Regions from separate parts of the Mus musculus genome. Here region 1 is linked to region 2. A link is a contact called in public promoter capture Hi-C data. All regions are on one chromosome and are shown on one strand. The core of a region is the stretch at or near the end of the contact, and the rest is flanking DNA. Distances in the headings are between cores, read along the strand shown. Region 1 holds the start of Gpr68 (G protein-coupled receptor 68). Region 2 overlaps Calm1 (calmodulin 1).

Region 1 (6,637 bases), core at 3,818-6,317, 690 kb before region 2:
CCAAAACAGCCCTCTAGATGAGGTTCTCTATCACCCTAATGCTGTGACCCTTTAATACAGTTCCTCATGTTGTGGTGACCCCCCAGGCATAAAGTTATTTTCATTGCTACTTCATACGTGTAAGTTTGCTACTGCTAATGAATTGTAATGTAAACTTCTGATAGGCAGGGTATCTAGTATGTGACCCCCATAGAGGTCATGACCCACAGGTTGAGAACCTCTGCTCTAGATGCCTATGCTCATATTTCACCTGGATGTGAGTTGTCCATCCCTTCAAAACACACACACACACACACACACACACACACACACACACACCTTGGCATCTCCTGTCTGCAGATGTCCCCATTAGTCCTAGGCTTCTGAGAGCCTTCAGATCACCTAGGGCGGAGCAAAAGCAGCCATGTGATGCTCTGCTTGTCCAGGTCACCCAATGAATCAGCTCAGGCCCCAGCCTGCTGGTGTGTGGTCGATGCCAGAAACGATCATTCTCAGAGCAGCCAGCCTCCTGCCGCCCAGACTGTTCTAGAAGGTGCTTGACTCAGCAAGGGCGGGTACTACTGAGGAGGGAAGCTGTCTACCTGCATCCGCTTGCGTGATCAGCCCTGGGACATGTTCCGCGATGACAGGAAGCATAGGGCAGGGTGGCACAGAAATGAGCTGGCACTGAAGGCTTGGGAGGAAGTAGCTACCTGTTCTTCTGTCTGGAACATGAAGAGAGATTTGATCTGAGATCTGAGGCTGGCCAGCTGTGGGCACTGGAAGGGCAAGCTGGGAGAACAGTATTTTTTGTTTGTTTGTTTGGTTGGTTGGTTGGTTGGTTGGTTGGTTGGTTTTGGTTTTTTGAGACAGGGTTTCCCTGTGTAGCCCTGGCTGTCCTGAAACTCACTCTGTAGACCAGGCTGGCCTCAAACTCAGAAATCCACCTGCCTCTGCCTCCCGAGTGCTGGGATTAAAGGCATGCATGCACCACCACTGCCTGGAAAGAACAGTAATTTTTTAAAAGTAGTTTATCTTTGCTCTTTCTTAATTCCCCATTCTGTCCTCTGTGTGTATCCACTGCTTCTGCGTCAGTCAGTCCCAGTCCCAGTGGGAAGCAGGTACCTGAGGGACAGGATTCAGAAGGCTGACCAAAGGAGTGGTCAGGTGGGACTAACATATCTGGGGACCTGGGGCTCCCCCAAGGCCTACAGGAGGAAAGTAAGGAGAAAGAGGAGAGAAAGGCTGATAAGAGCTGGCACCTTCAGTAAGAGGAGGCAGATAATCTAGAGTCACCCTGGCAGGGGGACTAAATCCCTTGAGTCCCCATTCTCCTCCTATTGGCCAGACCAGGGAACCAAAGCAGGGAGACAGGACTCAGTCCTCCAAGAAACAGGGGTAAGAGTGGGTGTGGACAGGCAAAGGAGAACACTCAGAGAGATCCTGCCTGAGTACATGGTCTGCTGTCGGCCATTTTCTGGACATTTCCAGAGCCATCACCCCAAGTTTGATACTGGAAAATGGAATAAACCCATTGTCACTGAGCTCAGCATAAAGACTGGCTTTAGGAAAAAATGCCAAAACAAACAAACAAATAAACATGAAAACCCCCCAAACCCCGGGAGACTGGGAAAGAAGAAAAAGAGCAAACAGTGCCTGCTGGGAACTGAGAGAACTGGCCTTGTCTCTGGAACCCAGCCCACGAGGGAAGGGATTTCTGTGGGCGTGAAAGATGGTCATTAGTAGAAGATTCCGAGTCAGCATTCCAGGAGCCTTTACTATCCCCGGCCCAGGAAGCTTCTGGAAGATGATATATACTTCTTCTTAACCTTGTGAGTTGTGTATTGCTTATAAGGTTGTTGCCAGGTTACATCTGCAGCACAGCAAATTCCGCTGCCCATGTCTGACCATAGAGGTGAAGCAGCCAAGGGGGTGAGCTTCTTTGCTTTTTGGAGGTATGGGGTATTCAAGACAGGGTTTCTCTGTGTAATAGCCCTGGCCGTCCTGGAACTCACATTGTAGACCAGGCCAGCTTTGAACTCATAAAAGGTTCATCTGCCTCTTCCTCCCATGTGCTGGGATTAAAGGTATATGCCACCACACCCAGACTGCCTTTTTAAATCTAGAGTTTTCTTATGGAAGGCAAGGTCAGGATTGCCTCACCTATACCTCTACTACCAGTTCTGATGCTCTAAGAAACTGGGGGTAAGGGTCATATACCACTCCACAAGGTGAGGTACACATCTATAGGAAGCTTAATTCAAGGGCATGAAGGATCTAGGAGTGGTTCTGTGGGGTAGAGTGTTGCTTAGCATGTGTAAGGCTGTGGGTTCAATTCCCAGCACTACAGAGTATATAGGTATCCAGAGGCACAAGATGTTGTTTGGACTATGAGACAATGAGAACAGAGACTATGAGATAGAAACTTGAAGACAGGACCACTAAGGAGAGCTACCCCGAGCCAGGGACCATCAACCAGAGTTTATGTAGGTTATTCATAGCACCATAGGAGCTGTGAGGCATGAGAGCAATGTGGGGTTCACTTTATAGCAAACTATTGCCACATCATGGCTGAACTCCAGAGAGTCGGAAGCACAGATAGCCAGCTGACAGTGGGCTTTAAAACAGTGTTCTTTCCTGGAGGGAGGGACAGAGGTGAAACATTATTGAATGAAACAGTTTTAGGATTCTGAGCTCCCATAGCATCCAGCTGGGCATGCACTTAGGAAGTTTGCAGCACCTCTGTTTTTCAGTCTATGAGATGGAGAGAATGAGACTCATTGCAATAAAACTCAGGTGTAAGCTCTAAGGATACAGGAAACACCAAAAAACATAGCAGGAAGCCATGCGGTGGCGGCACACGCCTTTAATCAGCACTGGGGGGGGCGGGGGGGCAGAGGCAGGATGATCATATACACTCCTGTCTAGCTCGGACTTCTCAGGAGACCCTGTTTTAGAAACCAAGAGAAGAAAGGGGTATCTGGAATGTTGAATAGCAATATCAATTGGCATGGATTAAATGTTCATTGCTGTGTGCAGAGTCTTGAGCTGAGAAGGCGACCCTTGGTTTAACTCATGTGACATGACCGACCCTCTCTTAGGTAGTGTCCCCATCTTCAGGCAGGGAAAGGCTCACAAAATGGTAAAAGACTGAGCGAAGGTCACCCTGTCAGTATGAAGGGCTGGAATTTAAAGCCAGGTGCTCTGGCTTTCTAACCCGAACTCTTAGCTATATTCAGAATGACAATTTAAACAAAAAGAAAGGCAGGGGTGGAGGAATCGGGGAGGGGGGGTGGTGTGGGGAGGTGGAGGTGAAGTGGTGTGTGTGTGTGGGTGGGGAGGTGACAGACATGTAGGTAATCCCTGGGGCTCTCTAGCCAACCAGTCTAGAAGGTGGTGAGCTTTGAACTCAGGGAAAGACCTTGTCTCAAAAAACCAGGCGGGGTGCCCTCCACACACAGAAGTACATGCATGTATGCACACCACACACAAGATTTACAACGTTCACTACACTCACACATACGAATACAAATTAGGAAAAAAAAAAAACAACGATGAACATTTTCAGGCACAGATAGTTTATTCTGGAAAATTCCATTTGTGAACATTTTTCAAAAAGGAGGGACTTCACAATGGGAACCAGAGAGCAGGCTGAGCCAGTCTCTGTCAGCACCAGAAGAGAAACACCCCCCACCCCACCCCCGCTATTTTGGCTGCTCTTGTACCTTCTGCCTTCTGTGAAAAGTCCCACCTAGAGCAGTAGTTCTCAGCCTGTGTGTCTCCACCCCTATAGGATTGAGTGACCTTTTCACAGGGGTCATCTCAGACCATTGGGGAAAACACAGATATTTACATTATGATTCGTACAGTCGCAAAATTACAGTCATGAAGTATCAATGAAAATAATTTTATGATTGGGGGGTAGGTCACAGCATTAGGAAGGTTGAGAACTACTGACCTAAAGACTACATCCTAGCACCCTGAGCTACCCAAAGGGCTTGGCAGCCACTGACATAGATCTACTCTGTCCCTCTCTAGTCTACACCTCGGTTTGCACTCCATCTCTACCCTGTCTCCCTGTCTCAGACTTGAGCTTTGCAGACCCCCCACCAACCGGTTCAGACATTTATTTCATAGATTCAAGCATGGGTCTCGCAGACAGGCAACTGCATGCCAGCAATCCTACCAGGCAGTGTGAAGACCTCTGGGAAGTGTATCAGTGAAGTCACCAGCCCAAACTGGGAAAGTTCAGAAAATGAGAGGCAGAGGCAAAGGGTCTTGGGGGTGGGGGGTGGGGGGCGGGGGGTGGGGGTGGGGGTAAGACCCACAGGAGCCCAGGTATGCACTTGTGAGAGACCTAGATACAAGGTGGCATAGGGTGGGATGTAGATTTGAATCTCAAAGGCTTCATTAAGTAAGTGGGTGGCCTCGGGCAAGCTATTTGTCCTCTCGTGCCTCAATTTCTCTCCATTATAAATGGGAAAAATAGTAGCACTTGCCTCGTAGAGTTAATCAAATCAACACGTTTAGGTGCGTATAACAAGGCAAACTGTGACTATTTGCTATTAGTGTTTAGGGCAGTATGTAGGGCAGAGGACAGTAAGTTTTCCTTGATGTTTCCATAAAACCAGAGAAGGTCATTCATTATGTCCTTGACTATACCCGCTGGCTCTGGGACAGGGTCTGGGATCCAGAGGCTAAGCCCCAAGCTTCCAGCAGGTAGAGAAAGGCCCAGAACTGTGACACCCACCTCATTTAATGAGTGGATACGTTAGAGACCGAAGATGAACGCAGAAAGGCTCTCTACCTTCCTCCCAGCTTCCCACGTTGGGTTTCAGCGTCCCTGGGAGCGCCTGTGGCTGAAGAAGTCCCCTAGTGCTTCAGCAGCTTGGCTTCTTCCGCAGAGCCAGTCTCTAGGTCAGGATGCTAGCAGGGAGGGGGATGGGGGTGCTGCACCTCCGGGACCGGCGAGCGCTCAGGCCACCTCGGCCCTTCTAGCAGGCGCCTCATCTGTGGCTTGCGGTCAGTGTGAGCTGCAGGGCGTGGACCGACAGGTCTGGCTGTGCCTGACTAGGGTTGGGAGCGGGAGGAATCTCGCACAACGTGGCCCAGAGTGGCTAGGAGAAAGGGACCTGCGTGCCTTGCAGGAGTCCCCAGCCTTTCCAGGAGGCGCACGCACTGCACCAGAGGACATCAGGCCCGCGTCCCAGACTGTCGCTGCACAGGTATGTGTTCCCGCGAGCCAGGCTCCTTCCTTTTGCCATGGTTACTGGTCGCTGGCTTACCAGGGTCGGGAGAAGCGAGGTCTGCTGGGTTCTGAGTCCTGCTCCGGAGCGCAGGGTCGGGTGTGCTTGCGCTCCGGGCCGGCCAGCAAAGGATGCGGGAGCGGCGGCACAAGAGGCGGGCACACCCCCAAACACCACCGTATGCGTGCGGTGAACCCGCAGAATTGACTGTGACCGAAGTCAGCAGGGAATGTCTGCCCTGGAGCGCCAGCGCCCCGGGTCCCTCTCCTGGGTCCAGTGTCTCTTTATGTGGTCGCCACTGGGTTTAGCAGCCGCCCCCGCGGCTGGCTCCGTGGCCACCTGGTAATTTCTTCACCCTCAAAAAAAAGTATGAGACCTCTAACCCTTCATTTACCCAGTTCTGGTGATCTAAAGATTGCATTGGGGTCCTTTTCTATTCACACTCGAGTCTTCGTGGCCCTTCTTCCAACAGGCTCAGAGCTCAAACGCTGAGACCCAAACAATTCTCATGTCCTTACCTTCTGCTCTGGGGGGTAGGGCGGGGAGGGGAGGTTGGGTGGAGCTGGCCCACTGCCAGTCAGCAGGAGCAATAATAACACTTGCTGGTCTGAACGCTTAAATCCCCTCTGGGAATCAAATGTCCGGGAGAAAAAGCTGTGTCCCAGGTCTGGATGAAGGAACAGGTGGACGAAAGCGTGACAGGCGCTAAGGCAGCAAGCCTTCTGGGGTTCAGCACTGGTTTGGTGCCAATGTGCCAGAGGCCTTGGGCATGTCTTGCTGTGAGGGGGTTGGGAAGGATACCTGTGGGTAGATGAATCAACCCTAGAGTTTAATGAGGTGGCATGTGGCAGTCGCTTGCCCTCCCATCTGACACAAATCATATAGTCAAGGCTACGACCTGCTTCATTCTTTTGGCCCCCTGCCTGCATCTCCACCTCTCAACCCAGAGGGAGAGGGGAATTTCCTGAGCTCAGTGGGCTGGGCCGGCTGTATAGGGACCTCTTTCAGTTCCCTGGCCAGTTCCAGAACTTCATGGCTCATTTAAAGCCACTTCTGTTCATTAGAGTTTGGGGCTCCTCTTCCTCTTTTTTTTTTTAAATTTGTTTCTTCACCCTTTCTCTCCTTTCTACTCCCCAGGGGGCTACATGCACGCCATGTGCATTGCTGGTCCGAATGCCCTCCTTTCAAACTTCAGTTGACCCTTCTAAGAAAAGAGACTTGCCTCTAGAGCTCACTCTCTAGTGTAGCGATGAGACCACACACAGGCAAAGCTTGCACCTCCACATAGATGCCAACTCTGAGAATTCCCCTCCCCACCCTCTCTCTGCTGCAGCTTCTTGTTGAAAGGCACACAAAAGGAAGAGATTTATCGGACAGGGACTAGAGTCAGAAGGACTGTTAAGCTGAGATCT
Region 2 (6,411 bases), core at 2,182-4,681:
TACAGATGGACCCACTGAGAAAATGAGCCGGATGTTCCCAGGTCTCCCCTAGTGCCGGAGGCTCAGCAACTCTCTCCATAAGCTTGGCAGGGTATGTACCAGAATACTAAACTCTGGACACTTTCGCTATTATACCCCAAGAAACCAGATTAAACCAGAGCAGCTGTCGAACTGCCTCGTTCTTTCTATGGTGATTCACTCACAGTGTGTGGATGAGAGGATTTTCACACATCTTCCACGGGCGAGCTGTTGTGCCAGAAAATTCTACCATCTCGTTTACTCTCGTGGCCACCTTGAGAGGAAAATGTGTTCCCACTTCTCAGATGGACACACTAGAGCACAGAAACGGCACTGGCCAAAGTTTATATCTGTGGAGAAAGCAGGCCACAAATACAGACCTGTTTGTCTGCATATATATATGTAATTGTAATACTAAATACTTAATTCTTTTTTAAAACTGCATGAAGATTTTTTGATGGCCATGGTGTTGTTAACTTGATAGGATCTAGAAGCACATGGGAAATGGATGTCTGGGCATTCCTGTTGGGAATTGGCTTATGTTAAGTTGAAAGGCCACTATGGGTGGCACCAAACCCTAGGCTGGGACTTTGGACTGTGTAGATAGAGAAGGGGCATTGAGCCATAGCATACACTCACAGCTCTCTGTTTCTGACTGTGAATGCCCTATGTTTCAAGTTCCTAATCCCTTGGTTCCCTCACCATGAAGGACTGCACCCTTAAACTGTGAGCCAAAATAAATCCTTTCTCCCTTAAGTTGCTTCTGTCAAGGTATTTTATCATAGCAGCAAGGAAAGAAACTAAGGCATCCCCCAATATGTAAACTGTATCTCTGAATCTATATGGCCAAAAAAGATTCTGGAAGGAAAGACAAAGTAATCATGACTGTTTATAAGGTAGTGGGTGATTTGACATAGTTGGAAGGTAAGGTCTATTGTAGCCTGAGCTGGCCTCAAACTTGATATGAAGCCAGGGATAGCCTTGTACTCCTAAGTCTCTGTTTCTACCTCCCAACAGCTGTGATTATCAGAGTGTACTATCATATCTAGCTGATGTTACAGGTTTTACACAAGAGAATTTCTTCTGGACTCAGAAGAATGCTTTTAGAAAATAAGGAAGGATAACCTAGGGTTAAGTTCCTTGTCATTGGAAACAATCCAAAAAGTTTGAACACCATCAGATACGGACATTTGTGTTGGCAGGAGATTTGACTTAATAAGTACCTTTAGCTACAATGTCATTTGTGTGAATGGATGTGTCATGGCTCACATCTAAAAGTCAGAGGACAACCTCCAGAGGTCAAATCTCTCTGCCGTGATTTCCAGAAGCCAAACTCAGGTTGCCTGGTTCTACATGGCAGAGTCCTTTACCAGAGCCACTTCACCAGGCTCCTTCGTGTGTGTGTGTGTGTGTGTGTGTGTGTGTGTGTGTGTGTGTGTGTAGGGTCCTTCACAGACCATGGAGGTCCCTTGAGGTTACTGACTGGACTAAGCTCGTTGGCCAGCAACTCTAGGAATCTACCTGTCTCTGCCTTTCTTGGCTGTGATTATTGCATTGCTGTGCCCGGCTTTATACATGGGTGTCAGAAATCCAAACTCAACTCAGGCCCTCATACTTGGAATAAGTCATCTCTCTAACAGTACCTTTTATAATGTTCTTGGTTCACTTCAAGATTTTTTTTTTCTTTTTGATTTTTCAAGACAGGGTTTCGCTGTTTAGCCCCCGTTGTCCTGGAACTCATGCTGTAGAACAGGCTGGCCTTGAACTCACAGAAATCTGCCTGCCTGTGCCTCCTGAGTACACCCGCCACTGTATTTTATTTTTCATTATGTGTACATGGGGGTGTGTGAAGGGACACTGGAGCACATGACAGGGCTCTGGCAGGCCTTGCCCTCCTCCCCAGTTCCCTCTACCTGGATAAAAGCCTGTTGGCTTATCTATTCCTGCAGCTGGCCCCCAAGCTCTATTCCTTATTTGGCCACTTCCTCCTTCTGAGGCTGACTGCCAAGGTTCAGCAATCAACCCCCACCCTTTGGCTCACCTAATTAACATGCCCAGATAAAATTAAACACCTCATCCTAACGCAGGTTTCCCCCTTCTCCTTTAGTAACCGCCACTTGCCCTGTGCCATGGTAATCTCCTCTCTACCCAAAGGCAGTTCTTTGTCTGTTCCCTGCCTCTCTCCCTTGTTTCCTTCCCCTTCTTCCTTGATTTCTTCTATCTCCTGTCCTTGTCTCTTATTCCCTACCCTTTGCCTCTCTGGGGCAAATACATCTCCTTTGAGCTGAGAACTTGGTCTTGGGCATCCTGAGCAGAGACTTTTCCTTTCAGTGGGTATGTGCATCCATGTGCAGACACACTGGGTCCCCACAGCTGTGCTGATGTGGGTGTTGAGAACCAAACTCAGGTCCTTGGCAAGAGCAATGTGTGTTCTTAACAGGTATTTCTCCTGCAGTCGCACTGGTCATTGTTTTGTGTTCCAACAGGTTCCACTGTAGCCCAGGCTGTCCTCAAACTATATGTGTGGCTTGCAACTCCTGAGCTTCCTGCCTCTGCCTTCTGTGTGCGGCCATTGCTGACACGTGCCACCGTGTCACAATACAGTGTGGATCCTTTACAGGGCCTCCTCATACAAGTCAAGCATGTGTTCCACCATGCTATATATTTCCCCCAATTCCTTTTAATAATAATAATAATCAATCTGACTTATTACTAAATGAGTAACTACAGAGAAATATTGCAGTTTAATGAGTATACTAAAACTTATAAAGGGAAAGAATATTAGTTTAAAGTCAAACTCTGCATGTTTCTACAAAACCCAGACAGATTACATTCTAATAAAATCCTTGAGAACTCATGGGGGCAGGGGGAGGGGCTGTGAGATGGCTAAACTGATAAAGGTACTTGCTGGGGAAGCTTGGCAAAGTTTCCAAACCTGGAGCTCACACAGAGAAAGAGAAAACCAACCCCATAGATTGTCCTCTGATCTCTACTTGTATGCACTGTATGCATGTGCATCTACACACACACACACACACACACACACACACACACACACACACAAAATCATGCATATGCATGTGCACGTGCATATACAAACACACAGATATAAATAAAACTGTTAAGGGTCATCAAAGGAGACGAGGTTTTCTCTTTGGTCCTTGTAAGCCTGGTGATAAAATGTTAAGATGCTGAGATACTCTGGGAAAGAGTCAATTCACACTCAGCCCAAAGGCTGCTGACACATACAGCGAGCCATGCTTATGAGGGGGACTGGCCTCCTCCCACCCGCAGCCCCAAGTTCAGACTGTCAAGATTGGGAAACTGGCCAAACCAGCCTCGGAACTATGCAGTTCAGTTTTGGGGTGTGGCTCTGCCGCATGAGCTGGCTCTCCCCACTCTGCCAGGCAGTGAGTGGAGGGCAGTCAAAGGAAAGCAGCAACTATAAAAAGCTTTGCTTTCTCCCCTTCTAAGACATCCTGAGTCACTGGGTGCCCAAGACAGTTCTCTTCAGATCGGTCATGTGTATGTGCTTGGGTTTTTTGTTGTTTCCCTGCTAGAGCCACTGACAAACCAAATGCAGGGTCAGTTGGACCCAGCCTCTTACAGGCTCAGTGGTGGCCCCGGTTCTGTTCTGGGAGAATGGAAGTCTCTTCTCCACTTTCCCAACCTTTCATAGTCCTAACGGTAAGCTTACCCTCCATTCTACCCACCCAGATGGAGCTACTGAGAATGCTGAAGTCCCATTGTCATTTCAAAGGACACAGCAATTCCTATGGGACTTCTTATTCTTTAGGCTTCAATTTCGATTGATTTAGACACCAAGCAATGATGCCAAACCAGCTTTGGGCAGAATCCCTGAAAGCCACAGACACGGGTTCTGGTCTAATCTTATTTTCAGGCCAAGACGGTAGGGAACCTGCCCGACGCTACCCAGGGACAAATCTGAGCACAGCCCTAAAATCCCAGGTGGACCTCTGCTGTAGTTTGTGTGCACGAGAGGGCCTCTAAGGATACAGCTTTCTTCTAGCCAAGTAGGGGCTCATTCTGATCCCCAACACCCCTCCCCCTTCTAGTCCTCCCTGCATTCTGCAAGAATAGGAAAGTTAACAAGGGGAAGAGGGGGTTTGGATAAAATCTCTCTGAAGGTACAGTAAGTACAGGAACTGTGTCGCTGCAGATGTTCTTGAATTTCTAGTCCTCCTACCTCTACCTCTCCAACGTTCAGAGTGTCGAGCTTACACACGTGCGTCATCACATCCAGCTTAGGATGTCCGGTGCCAAGTGTAACACCTAGGCTTCGTGTATGGTGAACAAGAACTCTACCAACTGAACTACACCTCCATCCTGCCACCTGAAATGTCCATTTCTTTAGTTTCTTTTTATGTTTGTTTGTTCTGAGTTTCCATATGCAGCCTTAGCTGACTTGGAACTCCAGTAAGACCAGCTGGCCTTAAACTCAAGAGATCCATTTGTCTCTGCTTTACCACAGCCAGCTTAAAAATACATTTCTCAAAGTCAAGGTGGTATTGGAGATTGGGTAACCTCCAAACTACTTAATGCTAGAATAGACTACATAGGCCCTCTGTTGCCCCTGCTATCTCCAGCTCCACACTCTCACCTGCTAGATAGATAGGTCCTGGGGATTCTACTTGAGGGCAGGAAGGTTTGTCTCGTATACCGCAAAGGGAACTGGAAGCTATAAGAGCTAAAAACCTACACAGTTCACAGTTAAGAGATGAAAGGCTGCAGAAATGTTTATTGAATACAGTGCCAGGTTTATAAATAAAACTTATTTACAATTTCCATAGAGTTGGTCCCCCGTCAGAGAGGTGGTTAAATCTCCAAAACAGTTTATCTCAAGATTTACACAACGTCCAAGTACAACTCTTTGTCAAACAGCCACAGTGAAGGGTGACTTCGGTAACAGAAGGACCACCACCATCCTTGCTATAGGTGTTTTAATGAACATCGTCGATATAGGGGAGGAGCACACATCCCTGATTTCTTACTCAAAGGGATAGATGGCAAATAATCTGACTTCTACCGGACAACTTCAAGGGGTATTGAAAAAAATTAAGTAGGTGACCGCCAGCTGAGTGGGTCAGTTGGGACACATCAGTGTAACTCTGGTCGCTGCCAAAGAGAAATACACATAGGACACACAATAAATCATTCAAATGATTAAGATAACTGAACTAAGAGTTGACTTGACCAAATTTACAGTCTTCATTCAAGAAGAAGTTCCCAGGATGCTGAGGGGCGAATGATAGATGCTATTCCTCTTGTGTGACATAACACTAGGCCTACCGGGCAGCCATTCCTTACAATATAGTTACAAGTTGGACATGCACTTATAAAGAGAATATAAAAATATGTACAATAGCTCATCTTCAATGTGTTTAAGTTGCTCAAAGACACCAATTAAAGTGTGCAAAAATTTGTCAAAAAATCAGAAAAAGCCTTCCCTGGCAACAGTACATTAAAGCCCATCTGAACTATCAAGATGTTTGCCTTGTTCAACAGCTCCCCCCAACAGACAGAAAACACACTATGTAGAGGTGTGCCAAGGGCTCAGCAGTTTCTTAGGGCAAGTCTCAGGCTAAAGCAGGATGCCAGTTAACTAGTCACTTTATATATATATATTTATATAAATATATGTATATATTTATAGAGTAGTTATAAGTGAGGGACAGTTTACAGGAAAGTGTTATCTGACCTCAGGGGTACTGCCTTGACACCCCACTCTTTCTATCTCACGAACTCAAACTGCCAACACCAAGCCCTGGGCTGCCTGTGCCCCAGGATGCCAGAAGGCTGAAGTGGGGGGGGGGGGGACGACTCTGCCTCCTACAGTTCCAAACCCCAGCTTCACATTCCTCGGAGGTTAGGGTTTCTGGTTCTCATGCAGGATTCCTAGTTACACAAGAATCCTGTTTTGGAGGTAAGCTTTTAGGACAGGCTATGGGCTGTTAAAGCATCATCTACCCAGCTTCTACAGACTTGGTAAAAGATAGGAGGCAATTTTTTAAAAAGTCACCTCCAAACCCCTTTGAAATCACCAAGAGGTTACAGACAAGCCTGAGACCGGGTCATCAACTGGGTGATTTAATCCTCTTACAAGACATATCCACTGCCATTCACTTCTTCACACCTGGAACCCCCCCTCCCCCAGTCCTCTCTACCAGGAGGGAATACCTAACGATTCAGATACCAAAGTCAAAGTCATCAGCCTGTGCCAACCACCCAGTCCAAGGATGAGCAGAGGTGCTCAGGCAATGTCTTCCTCTCTACTGCTCGGACCCATCCCTCTGGCAGAAAAAAAAAAAAAAAAAATCTAAGGAGCTACAAAACGCCAGAAAGACAGGGAGCAGGAGAGGGAGCAACCAGGGA

What was found. Promoter capture Hi-C pulls out the DNA fragments that hold promoters and counts their contacts.
Region 1: a contact with region 2 is called in a promoter capture Hi-C map of neural stem cells. The contact joins the promoter of Gpr68 here to the enhancer-like site in region 2. A contact is called at or near these places in 2 of 39 promoter capture datasets (cranial neural crest and neural stem cells), 2 of 115 datasets of contacts at active chromatin or transcription factors (effector CD8 T cells and large pre-B cells) and 1 of 9 other capture datasets (embryonic stem cells).

The regions. Positions count from the first base shown.
Region 1 is chr12:100,897,810-100,904,446 of GRCm38.p6, reverse strand. It overlaps Gpr68 (G protein-coupled receptor 68), which reads left to right and starts at 5,067. Exons shown (of 3, transcript NM_001177674.2): 1 at 5,067-5,204. It overlaps Gm36572 (a long non-coding RNA gene), which reads right to left. Exons shown (of 5, transcript XR_381840.4): 3 at 4,730-6,026.
Region 2 is chr12:100,208,156-100,214,566 of GRCm38.p6, reverse strand. It overlaps Calm1 (calmodulin 1), which reads right to left. Exons shown (of 6, transcript NM_009790.5): 6 at 4,743-6,411. Among named protein-coding and RNA genes, the nearest start is that of Calm1, 12 kb to the right of the region's middle. Within about 2 kb of position 3,431, at least 129 of the 459 cell types and tissues checked have an H3K27ac peak or open chromatin away from gene starts, as enhancers often do. A contact at or near this core is called in neural stem cells, where this site is marked.